Linked DNA regions of Mus musculus: region 2 is linked to region 1. The links are chromatin contacts, called in public promoter capture Hi-C maps. All regions are on one chromosome and are shown on one strand. Each heading gives the region's core, a stretch centred on a gene start, on an enhancer-like site or on the middle of the called end of the contact. The rest is flanking DNA. Distances are from core to core; before and after follow the strand shown.

Evidence for each region. Promoter capture Hi-C pulls out the DNA fragments that hold promoters and counts their contacts.
Region 2: a promoter capture Hi-C map of the C10 cell line shows a contact between it and region 1, with 4 times the contacts expected there. The contact joins the enhancer-like site here to the promoter of Wfdc5 in region 1. A contact is called at or near these places in 11 of 39 promoter capture datasets (the 3T3-L1 cell line, 3T3-L1-derived adipocytes, the C10 cell line and 6 more), 1 of 484 Hi-C or Micro-C datasets (embryonic stem cells) and 1 of 9 other capture datasets (pancreatic islet).

The regions. Positions count from the first base shown.
Region 1 is chr2:164,178,705-164,185,862 of GRCm38.p6, reverse strand. Wfdc5 (WAP four-disulfide core domain 5) reads left to right here and starts at 3,121. Exons shown (of 4, transcript NM_145369.3): 1 at 3,121-3,294; 2 at 6,984-7,127. The coding sequence starts at 3,210. All of the region lies in intron 1 of A730032A03Rik (a long non-coding RNA gene), which reads right to left.
Region 2 is chr2:164,537,380-164,544,537 of GRCm38.p6, reverse strand. It overlaps Gm36090 (a long non-coding RNA gene), which reads left to right. Exons shown (of 6, transcript XR_375205.4): 2 at 1,994-2,248; 3 at 3,291-3,412. Among named protein-coding and RNA genes, the nearest start is that of Gm36090, 8.4 kb to the left of the region's middle. Within about 2 kb of position 3,722, at least 16 of the 459 cell types and tissues checked have an H3K27ac peak or open chromatin away from gene starts, as enhancers often do.

The sequences.
Region 1 (7,158 bases), core at 1,872-4,371:
GTCCCAGCACAGATCCAGCAGCTGCTCCCTTACCTCTACCACTCTCACACACACACACACACACACACACGCACGTGCACACGCACATGCACACACACACACACGCATACACACACATACGCATGTGCACACACACACACACGCATGTGCGCACGCACACACACACGCACGTGCACACGCACACACACACGCATGTGCACACGCACACATACACACACACGCACGTGCACACACACACGCACACACACACACGCACGTGCACACACACACGCACACACACACACGCACGTGCACACACACACGCACACACACACACACACACCAGTCTAGCTCAAAAATAAAAATAAGAAGCCATCCAGCAAAACTTAATAAAATATGAAAGCAAGCTATTCACAAAGGGGGTAAAATAGCCTGTGGAAACATATGAGAAGTATTTATCCCCACCAATATTCCAAGGAAAGCCAATTAAGATGAGAAACTTTCCACTAGTGGGAGTTTTATTTAGTTGGGTTTTTTTTTTTTTTTAATATCCTGTGTTGGGTGTGTCCAGGAAAGATCTGGCCATGAGTGGCAGCAATAGATCTCTGGAGTGTGCTGTGTGAGCAGGGCTTTCTCTGCCTAGGACTCAGAGGGAGGGGTGGGTGGGTGGAGGGCAAGAACAACTGAATCTTATGGGTTTCACTTGGGTCCAGCACTTTCACCTGTGTCAGGAGAAATACACTGTGGCCGCCAACCAGAATTAAAAAGCTGGGGCAGGAGGCTTAGGATCGACCAAGGACAGATGTCCTGAGCAGACAGGATGGACAGATGTCTATGCCTGACAGTTGGAGGCTCCCATATTCCTTTTGACTTCTGAAATGAATATTGACCAGGCATATCTGCAGCCTGAAGAAATTTATTATTATGTTCTTTGACTTAGTATTTCCATTTAAACAAAATTTGAAAAAGTGTCTGAGATGTGACTTCGAAACTACATAGTGGGATTATTGTCATGTCTTTCTTCACAAAAATGAAAGATCAGACTTCTTACAGGAAAGAGCGGATCACGTGGACTTAGCCTCAGAAGGCGTGGTGTTTACAAAACACTTCACAGCACAGGAGAATTGTCCACAAAATAGTCTTCAGTGGACTAGCATGTTATCGATGGATGTGTACAATCTGTGGGGGAAACGTAGCCCATTAAAAACTCCCCACCAAAATAAAGCTACCAAGAATGTGCCAAAATCCCAAAATATCAACAGCCCCTACACAACGGCCCCTTTTCCCAGGGGCTTAGCAAACTGTATAAAAGATTCAGCTTGAAGCCACGCCCTTCCTGCTGGGCTGCCGCAGACTGGGAGGGGCAAGTGAGGCAAGCTCTGATCCTTTCTCAGGATCACATGATGTCCTCCTGCTTTTAATACCGAGGAACTAGGTGTGTGATGATGGAGCAGTCCACTCCCATCTCTGGCTAACAGGTTGCTCATCTTTTGGGAGAGCTTGGGGCAGGGCCTTGATTGTCCCAGTACTGATGGAGCCCTGTGCTCTGAAGTTTCCATTTGGGTCCCCCATGGGATGCTAAGCCTCAGCTACCCTCTTCCACGATTCGTGGAGCAAACACCACAGATGTAAAACTGAGGGTGGGTGCTTTCCTACCCCAGGAGCAGTACCTCAGCGCTTCCCTACAGCCAAGCACCCGCCCTGGAGGTGGTGTAGGATAAACATGTGGGTCAAACTCCCTGAGTTCTCCCTCCCCAAGCGGCTGTGCCCTGCAGCAGAGGCAGACACAACCCTACAGGTGGGTGGCTGGGTAAAAGAGGCCGAGGAAGGGGGTCTCAGTAACTCCTGCATTGATTCTAGCCAGAGAATTTAGCCAACCCGGAGCCATGTTGTATAGCCAAGCCAGCCCAGACAAAGGGCAGTGCCACTAGGTACCTTTGAAAGTGCCCTCCTCACGAATCTTTGTCGCTCTTCTATCCACAGGGTCCCAAGATGAAAGGCTAAGCCTGGCTTCATTCACCATGCCAACCTGAGCCAACTTCTCCAGAAAGAAACCCCAACCCTGGCACTTTGCAGTCCCCATTTTTTGGCACCATTCCTTGCCAATCGTGCTGATTCCCGCCCCTCCTCCAAGACACTGTGAGAGCTTCAAGACCTTAGAGAGTTGGGAAAGCAAATACCTCACTCAAACACCATCCTGCAGGCCGTCAATCAAGCCGAACACAGAAAGTACAGAAGCAAAAAGGACTTTGAGTCTTAGGAAATACGATCCTGGAGTTCAGAGTCTGGCTTAATGGTCTAAAGAAGGCAGGGGAGACGAGGGCTTCCCCTGGCACGAAGCGCTCACTTGCTACCAAGCAGTAAGGGCAAGGAGCTAGGCTGGGCCTAATGATGCATGGTTAGCTTCTCGGGAAAACTGAGGCAGGAACATCCCAACTCAGGGGACGGACTGAGCTACCGAGCAGCAAGTACACTAATCAGCCTAGGGAACTCAGCAAGGTGTGGCTGGTTTCAAAACTTAAAAAGTTAAAGAGATCAGGAATGCAACTCAGTGGTAGAACACTTGCCTAGCACTTGAGAGGCCCTGGGTTTAATCCCCAGTACAGGGGTTGGGTGGGTAGTCGGGATTAACAGGATTAGTGGCCAAAGGGAATCAATAGAAGAGTTTCATTCTTAGTAAGCGTATTCACAAAACAAGAAGTCAGTGTCATATCCTAGCACATCTTCATTCTCTGAGCACAACAAACCGGCCTGGTTCTACCAGATGTTCCAGATGGCTGTAGTCAGGCAGAGGGTGGAGAAGGCCGAGGTTCACATTCCCAGGCAGAGCCGGCCACGTGCCTTAAAGGAAAAAGTCTCTCTGTGTGGCTTTCATTATGACCCCTCTCTTCCTCTCCCCACAATATAGATGAGAAGACTGAGCCCCAGAGACGGGCAAGACTTACCCAACACTCAGAGGCCAAGTCAGCAATACAGGCAGAACTAGATCCATGTCCCTAACACAAGGAACCTTTGCTACCAGCTCTTTCACAAGCACCCCTTGCCCTAAGGACATCAGGCAGGGGTGGGAGGGTAGGAGGGTGGGAGGGACCCAGATCCGGGAAGCACAAGCCACCCTGGTCACCCTCTAGTCCTCTTCTGCTGACTCAACTGCTCTGGCATCTCTGAGACTGTAAATGTTAATCTGGGGGCCTCTGAGCTCTGAGCTTATTGGGTGCCACGAAAGAAACATGAGAGTCCAGAGCTCCCTCCTCCTGGTAGTCCTCCTGGCTTTGGAGACTCACTTGCCTGTTGCCTTGTGTAGAAAGAAGGGAGGTGAGTGTCATGAATCCCTGTGCTCTGAGCAGGTGGCTTCTGCCTTTCTGTGGAGAGTGGGGGGCTGTGGGAGAGCCAGTGATAAGTGGGGTGTGTGTTGTGTGTGTGTGTATGTGTGTGTGTCTTACTATCCGTCCGTCCGTCCGTCCGTCCATCCGTCTGTCTGTCTGTCTCAGTGCTCCCAGGAACCTGCATTTTGCATCAGGCTTGTTCGTGCTTGGGTCTTTACCTGTCAACTTGCCTGTGCCTACATTCACACCCGAATGTTTTTAAGGACACTCAGCTGTTTCTGTGTACATAGGTGCCTTCGTTTCTGTCTGAGCAGACCTCTATAGACACATGGTTATTGTGCCCAAGCTTACAGACAGGATGCATGTGTCACCGTGCCTCCCCGTATGGGGAAAACATCATGTGATTCCACCAATGGGGATTGTAGAAGGGACTTGGGGGCTAAGTAAAGAGTGTGGCTGCTGGGATCTGGGGTCTGATGGGAGGAATCTCTGCCTTTGTCTCTCTTGTTCCTTTCTCCAGCTTCAGTCCATTCCCATCCCTGATGAAGCTCGGGTTGGTTTGTTGACAGTGAGGGAGGCATAAGGGTTCTTCCACAGATGCCTCCCTGCGAAGGCGAGGCCATCCCTCCATCCTCCTCTGAGGCTGCTGGGCTTTGACCTACATTCACTTTTGGAGAGTTAGCCCTGCTTTAGGGGACAAGTATACAAATGGGGACAGAACCCGTCCTCCAAGACTGGGGCAGCCTGTGCGGTACAGGTAGATGGAGGTAGCGGGATTTACGTGGCACCCATTCCCTTTAGCCTGGATTATGCCTTCCTCGGAGGCACAGAGGAGAAGGCTTCCTCCCACGTGGAGGAAGAAAGGATGCTAGTAGGTTCCAAGGTCAGACCTTTTGTGGACTGTAACCCACTCAGCCATCACCCACAAGTCTTCACTACGGTGTCGTGAGCCAGCACTGTTTTTACCCCCATTTTACTGGTAAGCAAACCAAGGCATACTGCTTAACCAACTTCCAGTGCCGAAGACCAAGACAGTATCAAACGTGGTAACTGACGGTAGTACTTGTGAGTCAGAAAGGTTCCCTTCAGCAACTCACTCCCGTGAAACGGGGTCCACACTTTCCTCTCATGAGTAAATGGGGCCTTGAAGGATAAATGTCAGACATGGCTGTAAGTGTAGCATATGTGGAGATTCGGGGGAGCAACTGAGGGGTCCTAGGAGAACAGTCCTGACACCACACCCAGGGTGAGACCTGGCTCCACCAGAGCCCGAGCCTGCTCTACCTGGCCAGGTGTGACATCCTAACCAATACCCGTTCATGTCATTCCATCCTTTCCTGGTTTCTCTCCCGTGAGGCATCTGCCTGGCTCTCGGTAGAACTTCAGACACTGGCAGAAGGCAGTGGGGCTGAGGGAAGGAGAGCATTAGCTCGTCCCAGTGGAGGCTCAGCCACTTTTGTTTATACGATCCTATGCTCCTCATTCAAATGCCAGGGTGTTGGCAGTTGAGTAATTCCACTTAGAGATCTGTGTATGTATTCAGGGTGCGGTGTGCCATGCCCCTGACTTCACCAGCTTAACCGTGCCCATGGATGGCTGCCACACAGGTATGGAGTCTACATATCAGCTGTGGGGTGTGTGTGTGTGTGTGTGTGTGTCACAGAGAATGTGTCACAAGTAGGAAACCTGGGTGTGGAGGGAAGGTTAGGAGAGTGACCATGGTAGTGTGCACTCAGAGCCCTGCACACCTCTCTGTCCAGTCCAGACTTTGTGTCTCCACATTGTGGCACCGACAGTTTGTCTCACTTAGAATGCCAACTTTCTGTTCGCTCCCTATCAGTCTGATCCTTGAAGCCCAACCCTGGGGTCCTCCTGCAGCAATTCCCCTTCCTCTGTGTTGCAATCTATGCTGCACTCCCCACACATGCACTCCCCCCACCCCACCCCACACACCCACACACCCACCCACACACAAGACTCAACTTCCTTGATTAGAATTCAGACAGCTCCATTCGGCCCACTCTCCAAGGCCTGAGCACCTCTGTAATGGGATGTGAGCTTGGTATTAAATCCTGGTCTGTAGGTAGATAGTCTCCAATCACTCTCTCCCCTCCCCCCCCCCCCCCAACAGAACCCGTCTTCCTCCCCAAACAGCTAAGCAGCTTACTTTCCAGCAGGGGGCAGCAGTTCGACTTCAACCACCAGTTTAGGAACTAAAGCTGACAATGCAGGAGCAAAGGACCACCTACTATGTGCACAACCAGTGCCCAGGCAGGGACAGAGTGGGAAGAAGGTTGGCATGAGGCAAATGGAGCTGTCTGGACTCTAAGCAAGGAAGTAGGAGCTTTCACTGGGCTGGGGGAGCTGGTGGTGGGTAGGTCAGCGAGAACTTCTGGAATAGGGCCCCAGGGGATTACATTCAGAGTCCTGGATCCAACTGAAGTCTCTGTGTTGCTAGATTGAGCTGAAGTCCTAGGACCAGCCCCATCCCTATAGTTGAAAGCAGTCAACGCAGAACATGAAGATTAAAGAGAGCCAGAGAATCCTAGCCCAGCCCAGGCCCGTGTGGGCTAGGCTGGTCACTGTCCTTTACAGGCCTTAATCTCTGCCTCATTAGAAGACTTCCAACTTGTGCATGAAGCCTCAATGAGAAGACTGGTTAGGCCAACTCCAGGTCAGAGCCTTCCAGAGCTGTTCCAGAGAAAGGTTCAGAGACAGAGTTGATTCTTGAGTTTAAGCTATGCCTCTTCCAACAGAGGTGAGCACAGCAGCATAGAAGTGTCACCCGTAGCAAGAGGAGAGCACATACGCAACACGAGGCCTCCCTACAAATACTTCTCTTTCCAACAGCCATTATGCCCTTAGCGCCGTGCACCGTGCTGTGCTCATGATGAACAGGGCAAGCAGGTAATGAAGCTCAGCCTCCAGCACAGGGAGAGCAAACAGACAGCTCTAGGCACTCACCCCATTGCTGACCCAGTGCCACGGGCTCAGAGAAGCAGGGCCTTAAGAAGAAGGGACATTTCAACTGAAATCAATACACTGACCAAGTGGCCAGAGTGGAAACGGGTGCCAGGGAAAGCCTTGCTTCCTTGGCTTGAAGCAGCTCAGGAGCGATAGAGAACGAGGCCAGGGAGGTACCTATGGGCAGAGGCAAACTGCCACAATCTTGTCTGAGGTGGAAAATTTGTGTGCTTGTACATGTGGTGTGTGTGTGTGTGTGTGTGTGTGTGTGTGTGTGTGTACATCTAGGTATGTGTCTACAGGAGCACATGGGCGCATACAGATGTGGAGGCATAGAGCCCAGAGGACAACCATCTAGGATGTCATTTCCAACCACCTTGCTGAGACAGCTTCTCATTAACCTTGAATTCATCAGAACCTTCCCTCTTTTCTGTTTGTTTGTTTAGTTTTGCTTATTTGTTTGTTTGTTTAACATGGGTCTTGAGGGTCAAACTCGGGTCCTAATCTTGGCTGATTGATCTCCACAGCCTAAGTGTTTTAATCTCATTTTTCCTATCCATTATGCCACCTGAGTGTCATAATTAGCCCTCAATAGAAAAAAAAATCTATAAGACCCATCCTGGAGGCAAGCAAGAGACTGAGACAGTTGATCCTGCAATCCCCAACACAACCCTGAGCTGTGTCTAGCTAAGTGACGTGAGGTTTCTCGTACAGACAAATTGGGGGGTTGCCCACCAGACGATGGACTCTGCAACCAGAATACTCCTCCTGATCAGTGCTTGAATGACAAACAGTGTCCCTCTTCTTGGAAGTGCTGTCGCCGAGCCTGCTTCCTCCAGTGTATGCCTCGTGTCTTTGGTAAGTGCCCTCCCCACTGTGCCAACACCCA
Region 2 (7,158 bases), core at 2,473-4,972, 360 kb before region 1:
TGCCAGAGGGAGGGAGGGAGGGAGGGAGGGAGGGAGGGAGGGAGTGAGAAGAGAAGGAGAGAGAGAGGGGAAGGGACAGAGGGTGGGAAGAAGGGAGGAAGGAAAAGAGAGGGAGGGAAGGAGAGAGGGAGACCCAGAGGGAGAGGTGGAGGAAAGGAGTGGGGGGCGGGGGGAGAAGGGAGGGAGGGGAGGCAGAAGAGAGAAACGGTGTCTCTCCTTTGCTTGGCTGAAGGAGGTTTTTGCTTCAACTAACAGAGCTTAGTACAAGTAGCTTAGTACAGAGCAGTACAAGTAAATGATGGAGCTTTCTCACAAAAGCTCAGAAAGGGCGGTTTCTGCTCTTTTCACCAGAGCTCTTGGAACCTGAGCCTGCCTGGAGTTAGTCTAAAGAAGCCTCAGTCCTAGACCTAAGAGGCTAGTTCACTCACACCCTACCAGCTCTTCGTGCCCAGGACATATTTGTGTGTGTGTTGATTTCTGGGTTTGTCTCCATGGGAGTCTGACATAATAGACAGCCTCAGGCACCTACCTCAACCGCTGCACTTCTGAGCACACATTCCTTAGTGCTATGACTTGAGGTCTTTCCCTCCAAAGTTCAGTCACAACCCATTAGCAATGAGATGATGTGGAGTGGCCAAGCCAGCTCTGAGACTGAGGCAGGTTTAATTTTTTACCAATCTGCTTTTATACCATTTTAACTACATGCAAGTATTAAAGTCAGCTCTAGGTTGTGAAACAAGCAAGGCACAAAGTCCTGTGATCACTCCCTTGAGGTCTCTGTTTTTAAGGGCTTATCAGGATGGCCAAAATATCTGAGCCTACTTTCCTGTCCTAGCCTCAAATCAGATTCTTGCCTGAAGCCTAGTTCTTTGGTCCACCCAAAACTAGATTCCTGCCTGAGCTTACTTCCTTGCCATGGTCTAATGTCAGGTTCCTGCATGAAGCCCATTTCCTTGTCCTTGGCCAATGTCAGACTGCTGCCAAGCAACCCCCAAAGCTATCCACAGTCGAGCTGTAAAAGATGTTAGATTAGTCCAGCAAGATGGCTCCTCTGGGAAAGGAACTTGCTCCACAGGCGTCGAGACCTGATTTCCATCCTCAGAATCCAGGTAAAGGCAGAAGAGGACCAACTTCACAAGCCTGCCTTGACTGTGGCACAAACCACATACATACATCACACTCATGCAGTAATGGGAACCAAGACTTTTTAAGATGTGTAAGTCGTAAAAGTAACTTTCATTGTCCTTGCTGGTGAATGAGCTTGCCCCATTCTAGTTCTTTCTAATCTTTGCCTGGCTGGTCACCTCATCTCTTCTGACTCAAACTCTTCTCCAAGCTGACTGATACAGTCTAGCTTCTCTGAGTTTCTGACTTAATTGCTCTGCTTGGCCTCTTTCTAACTGGCAATCTGTTCTAATCTTCTGGTTCTTTCTCATTCTCTGGCTTGTTCTATCTTTACCTGCGTCTGAAATGCTCTCTTTCTGCAACTTGTCTCTGTACCACTGCCCCAGTAAGACTGCCTGCCTCTTCTTTCTTCTGTCTGCTCTCTTAAGTAGTTTCCCTTTCCTCTCTCAGTTGGGCAGATCCTAGTCTGTCAAATCTTTCCCTGATTCATCACTTTGTCTGCCACTCAATTAGACAACACTTTCAAACATGGATGCTTCCTTCTACAAACTTGCGGGAAGTGGGTGTGGCCGTAGGCCCCGTGAAACCCACTTGTTTACTGCCTTGCCCGAGCATGAGCATGCGCAGTGAGGTTGCATGCGTGGGCTGCCTGCCAGGCTGGACAGTTCCTAATGATCCAGACCTGTCAGCCTATCAGTGACCGACCTGAGCTAGTGCCTGGCTACAAACTAACTTTACTTTGTTGTTTGGGATTAGAGGTATGCACTAAAGGTGTGTCTGTATTCCAGCCAGGAAGATTAAAGGTGTGTGCTGGGGGCTGAGCCATGCTACAGCAAGAAAAACAGCTTTTTTTTTTTCCTTTTTCCAGTAAATAACACGATCTTGGGGTTCATGGTGTGTTCAGATATCCCGCAACAGCAAGTCATTCAGACGATCAGTGCTGCTCTCTTAGCAGGGGACACTCCTCAAGCAGGACTGGATTAATCCATGGGAGCGAGCAGCTGAGCCGTGAGAAGCCAGAAAGCCTGATGTGGTCCACCCCTTTCCCTGGAATCACTCCTTTCCATGTGGGCTGAATGCCCACGTGCAGCTGTCTGATCTCAGGATTTCTATCATCCAGAGTGTGAGTCAAGATAACACTCTTTCTTTATAAACTCCCCACTCTCAGTGTAAACTAACACACACACACACACACACACACACATACACACAGAGCCTCATTTTGGGCAGTAGCAACAAGTACCCTGCAGAAAAGCTGGGCATCATCAGCTCTCTGAAGCTGAGGTTGTTCATGGCTCACAGCTCTGCCCATGGAACACAGGCTGTATGTCCTAGTGAGGGTTGCCCACCTCCAAATAAAGATGTGAAAAAAAAAATCACAGAAAGGAAGTATTAAAGCACCTCCATTTTATTGGGAACAGAGGCATAATGTGTAAAGACCAGCTGTTGTGTGACCAACCATAAGGTGACAAGCAGGAACAGGGAATCATTGTGAGCTGGACATCACTGGGTCCTATCAAGAAAGATGCCAAATGAGGATCGCGTGTGCCAGACTGCTTCATACACAAGACAATTAGACTCTCTACTTACTTAAGCCATGGTCAGGTTTTCCATGGCTCGATGCTTTCCGAGGTCATGTAGAGAGTTACCAGTTCCCTAAGCCTGCTGTCACAAAATTCCATAAACAGGGAAATTTAAACAATAGGAACTTACTCTCCTTCACTTTCCTTTGGAGAGTCAAGACCAAGATGTGGCAGAGCTGGTTCCTTCAGATGTCTGTGAGGAGTCTTGTTTCTTGTCTCTCCCCCACCCACCACCACCTATTTCCTGGTGGCTTGCTGACAAACATTGCTATCTCTGGATGTAAAGGTCCATCACCACCCCCACCACCCCCATCCCCCATCTCTGGCTGCATCCTCACCGCTGCCCTCCCTGGATGCATGTCAGCCTCGAGTCCTCTTTGTATAAGGGCTCCATTCTGATTGGACTAAAGCCCACTCCGGAACTACAATTCCACCTGATTCCCTCCCCCATAAACATCGCTTTGAATAAGGTATCATTCTGAGCTCCTGAAGTTCAAAATGAAAGCCAGGGACGGGGAGGCTACCATTCAAGCCATAACGGAAACCACTGTTGTGTGTGCTCAGTTCAAATCGTTTCCGCAGATTCTCTGGAAGCTCCAGCGGGGTTGGCCCAGCTCCTGGCTTCCTCTCCTGGCAACAGCCTCAGGTCTTTTTGATGAATTGAATGAGAAGTGGAGCCCTCAGGTCCAGTCCTGATCCTGCAGGTAAGGTGTGTGTGACTTGCCTCAGTCTCTACCTCTTGCCAAACAGCTTGCCAAACAGCATCACTCATCACAGAACCAGCAATTACATTTAAATGGCTGCTTTCTCCAATGGCCTGAGGGCTCTCATAGAACAGGGCTTGAGCTAGTGAGTTCACCTCCTGCTATGGCTCCCAAGCCTAGGGACTCAGGAAACAAACCCAAGGAGTCTCTAACCCACACTGGTGTGTGCCCTCTGTGTACTAGAGACACAGATGTTGGCCTCTAGGAGTTTGCCACCCTGGGTGGGGACAAACACAGACCGAATAAGATTCTATGCTCCTTGTAGGGGGAGGGACCAAAAGGCAGTGAAGTGAAGCACTCACCAGAAAGTCAGGCAGGGCTTTCTGGGGAGCTGAGCTGGGAATTATCCCAGCAGCTCAGAGAATGTAAACACTTGGAGATCAGAGGGCTTTCTGACATTTTGAGATGAAGCAGAAAAAAAAAGTCATGGAAGGAGAGATGGGGCCAGGGGCTGGGGCGGAGGGGGTGGGGGGCACGGGGTGGGAGGCACGGGGTCAGGGGAGAAGGTGGGTGATGAAGGAGCTTGGTTCTGATGCACTCCTCAGATAGAATCAGAGGAATGTCAACAGGCTGTGTGGTTAGTGATAGGATAGGAGCTGCTGAGGCGGTGGCTGTGGGATAGAGAAAAAAAAAATACTGGAATGAGATGCTAGGGATATGTCCTATATTCAATGGTTTGGGGTTTGTTTTTTTTTAAGATTTATTTATTATTTATTATATGTAAGTACACTGTAGCTGTCTTCAGACACTCCAGAAGAGGGAGTCAGATCTCTTTATGGATGGTTGTGAGCCACCATGTGGTTGCTGGGATTTGAACTCCGGACCTTCGGAAGAGCAGTCGGGTGCTCTTACCTGCTGAGCCATCTCACCAGCCGGGTTTGGGTTTTTTAGTTGTTGTTATTTGCTTTTTGAAATCTCCCCCCTCCCCCAGAGTCTCATTTTATAGCCCAAGCTGCACTTATTCTCATCATCATCCTTCTCCAGCCTGCTGAGTGTTGGGATTACTAGCACGTGCCAGTCATAACTGGCTGGATGGCTCAATTGGAGATGTTGAAGAACAAGCACCCTTTTGCTTGGTTCTGAAAAGCATCCCTCCTCCTGTGCCTAGGGTCAAGGCTCAGCTAGGGGCTGCAGCTGTTGGAGAGCTAGTGAACACCCAGGTCTAATAACAAAGGAAGACTCAAGGTCCTAAAGCCTGAAGTCTAAAGGAAGGAGAAACCAACGTGCTCACCTCCAGGGCTCCGGAGAGCACAGTGGACCTTTGAGTCACTGGGCAAACGTGAATCCTACCGAGGACCTGGTGTTAGGGATGGAGCCATAATTAAGACATAAGCCCTGCCCCTGAGACTTGATGGAGAATGTTGGTTTGAAGGGTTTTTCAGGAACCCTAGGGCAGGTGAAGGAGATGAGAGATGAAGGAGGCTATTCCACCTGCCTTGGGAATGAACACGCAGAGGAAATAGCACCTGAACTCACTGGGTATGTGGAGAGATATTGAGAGACATGCAGCGAGGGGAAATATTCTCCACCTAGCCTGGAAGAAAAAGGGGGAGGGGGAGGGAGAAGGAAGAAGAAGAAGAGGAGGAGGAGGAAGAGAAGGAGGAGGAGGAGGAAAAAGAATGATGATGTTGGAGTCCATGCCCAGTGAATTCAGTAACCCATGATAGAAGTGTGGAGTCAGCAGAAAGAAGGCCTCTGACCACCTGTTGAGGTTCAAGCAAATGGTCCCGAATAGATCCAGCCGTCTTCATTTATACAGAATTTCAGAGCATTCAAACATATGCCATTTCAAATTTTCCTTTAATCATTATCCAAGAATATCCACAAGTACTTATTAAATTTCATTTTAAGTTCCCTTATTTCTCTGAGGTCAGTGATTAACCTTTACCCATATCTAAGCAGTATAGTGTTACAATCCAAACGATTATGTCATATCTAAGCACACCCGAGTATTACAACCCAAATGATTTAAATATTGTATTGCAAGCCAAATTATCATATCTAGTCAGGCACATCTAAGTTTACACAGGCCGGCAGCACACATGCAGCTTCAAAATAAAAGACAATCCGAATCCATGCATAAACTTTTATCAGAAATATAACCTTGGTATTTTATCACCATCTGATTCAATATGCTCACAGTATGTTTTAAGTTGTCTTCAGGCCATTTTCTGTTTTAGTTTTACAGTATGGTCCTGCTCTATACAGCTTTTCCATAAAGAATAGAAGCTAACAATTAGCATTTTCTATCAACACACCATTTCTTTTTTTGGGTAAGCCCTCATCTAAAAGCAAAAACGAGTCTATTCAACTTATATTTCTTTTAAGAGCGTAATCAGTTTTACTTACTAACGTGTCCCTAGCATGAACTCTTCATTGCTGACCTTTAGGCCCTATCTTCAGGTCTTATCTCTTTAGGCCCGATCTTCTCCTAGTAAGTTTTGAACTTTCCCTCACTACAATGTTTTGGCATGTTTAGGTCCTCAGAAGAAGCACCTGACATTTCCCAGCCACCTCCTTTTTCCTCATGTACTCAGGTCAATTTTTGAGACCATCCAATAAGGAGTCTTTTGTAAAGGTCTTGATCAGCCATGTCTTCTTCACTTAACCTTTTTTTAAGTAATTATTTTATTTACATCCCAAATATTGTCCCACTCCCTGTTCCCCCTCCTAGTGTTCTTCACCTTCTCCACTTCTCCTTTCAGAGGGTGCTTCCCCCACCACCACCCCAGGCATCCCCCTTCCCTGGGGCATCAAGTGTCTACAGGACTAGGCACACAGACAAGGCAGCCCTCTGCTACATATTTGCTGGGGGCCTTGGACCAGCCTGTGTATGCGCTTTGGTTGGTGGCTTAGTCTCTGGGAGCTCCCAGGGGTCCAGGTTAGTTGACACTGTTAATCTTTTAAGTAAGCAGGAATCGTGGTCCCATCTCCTTAGGGTTGGCACAGTCATCCCTGATATCGTTCCCACTGGTCCTTGCGAAGTGGGAGGTCCTACATTGTTACTTTTTTTTTTTTTTTTTTACGAAGTAGCAGACAGTACAATACATTCATGAGGTATATTGAGAATACAGAGGCTAACAGCCCTGCAAGCCTTGTGACTCAGCACGGCTGGTAGACTGTGCTGTTGTTAGCTGGGAGGATCTCAAAGCTTACTGGTACCTCTCTTGCCTTTCCATTCCCCCTCCCTCAGAGCCAATAACCATGTTTTGTGCTTACTAGGCTGCACTTTCCTTCACAGTTTAACCACATGGATATTTATCCCTGAACAATATTCAACACACATATTCTTATTCTTGGGGTCGTTGCTCCCTCTGCCACTCCCGACTCTCCTTGAGTGTGCCTTGTTTTCTTTCTAGTTAGTATTTTTGACAGTGAACTCAGGCTTCTTCCAGCTTTGACTGTGTGTAAATTCCTCCAAGGCTCGTTTCTGCTCTTTTTGGGACACCCGGCTTCCCCAGGATCTCTTTAAAAGAAAGGAGCATTTCAAGGCTTCCTGGATATGCCTATGTTTTGCTCCAGAGTTCTCAACCCACAGGACAGCCAGCCAACTTGAGTTCAAAGCCATAGGGAATGGGGCACGCCCAGATCCTGGATGCTGAGTCTCTGCCTTGTGTGCCCTGAGAAGTCCTGCCAGCTAGGCCACTCCTGCCCCAGTACAAGGCTCTCCGGGACATAGAGCTATA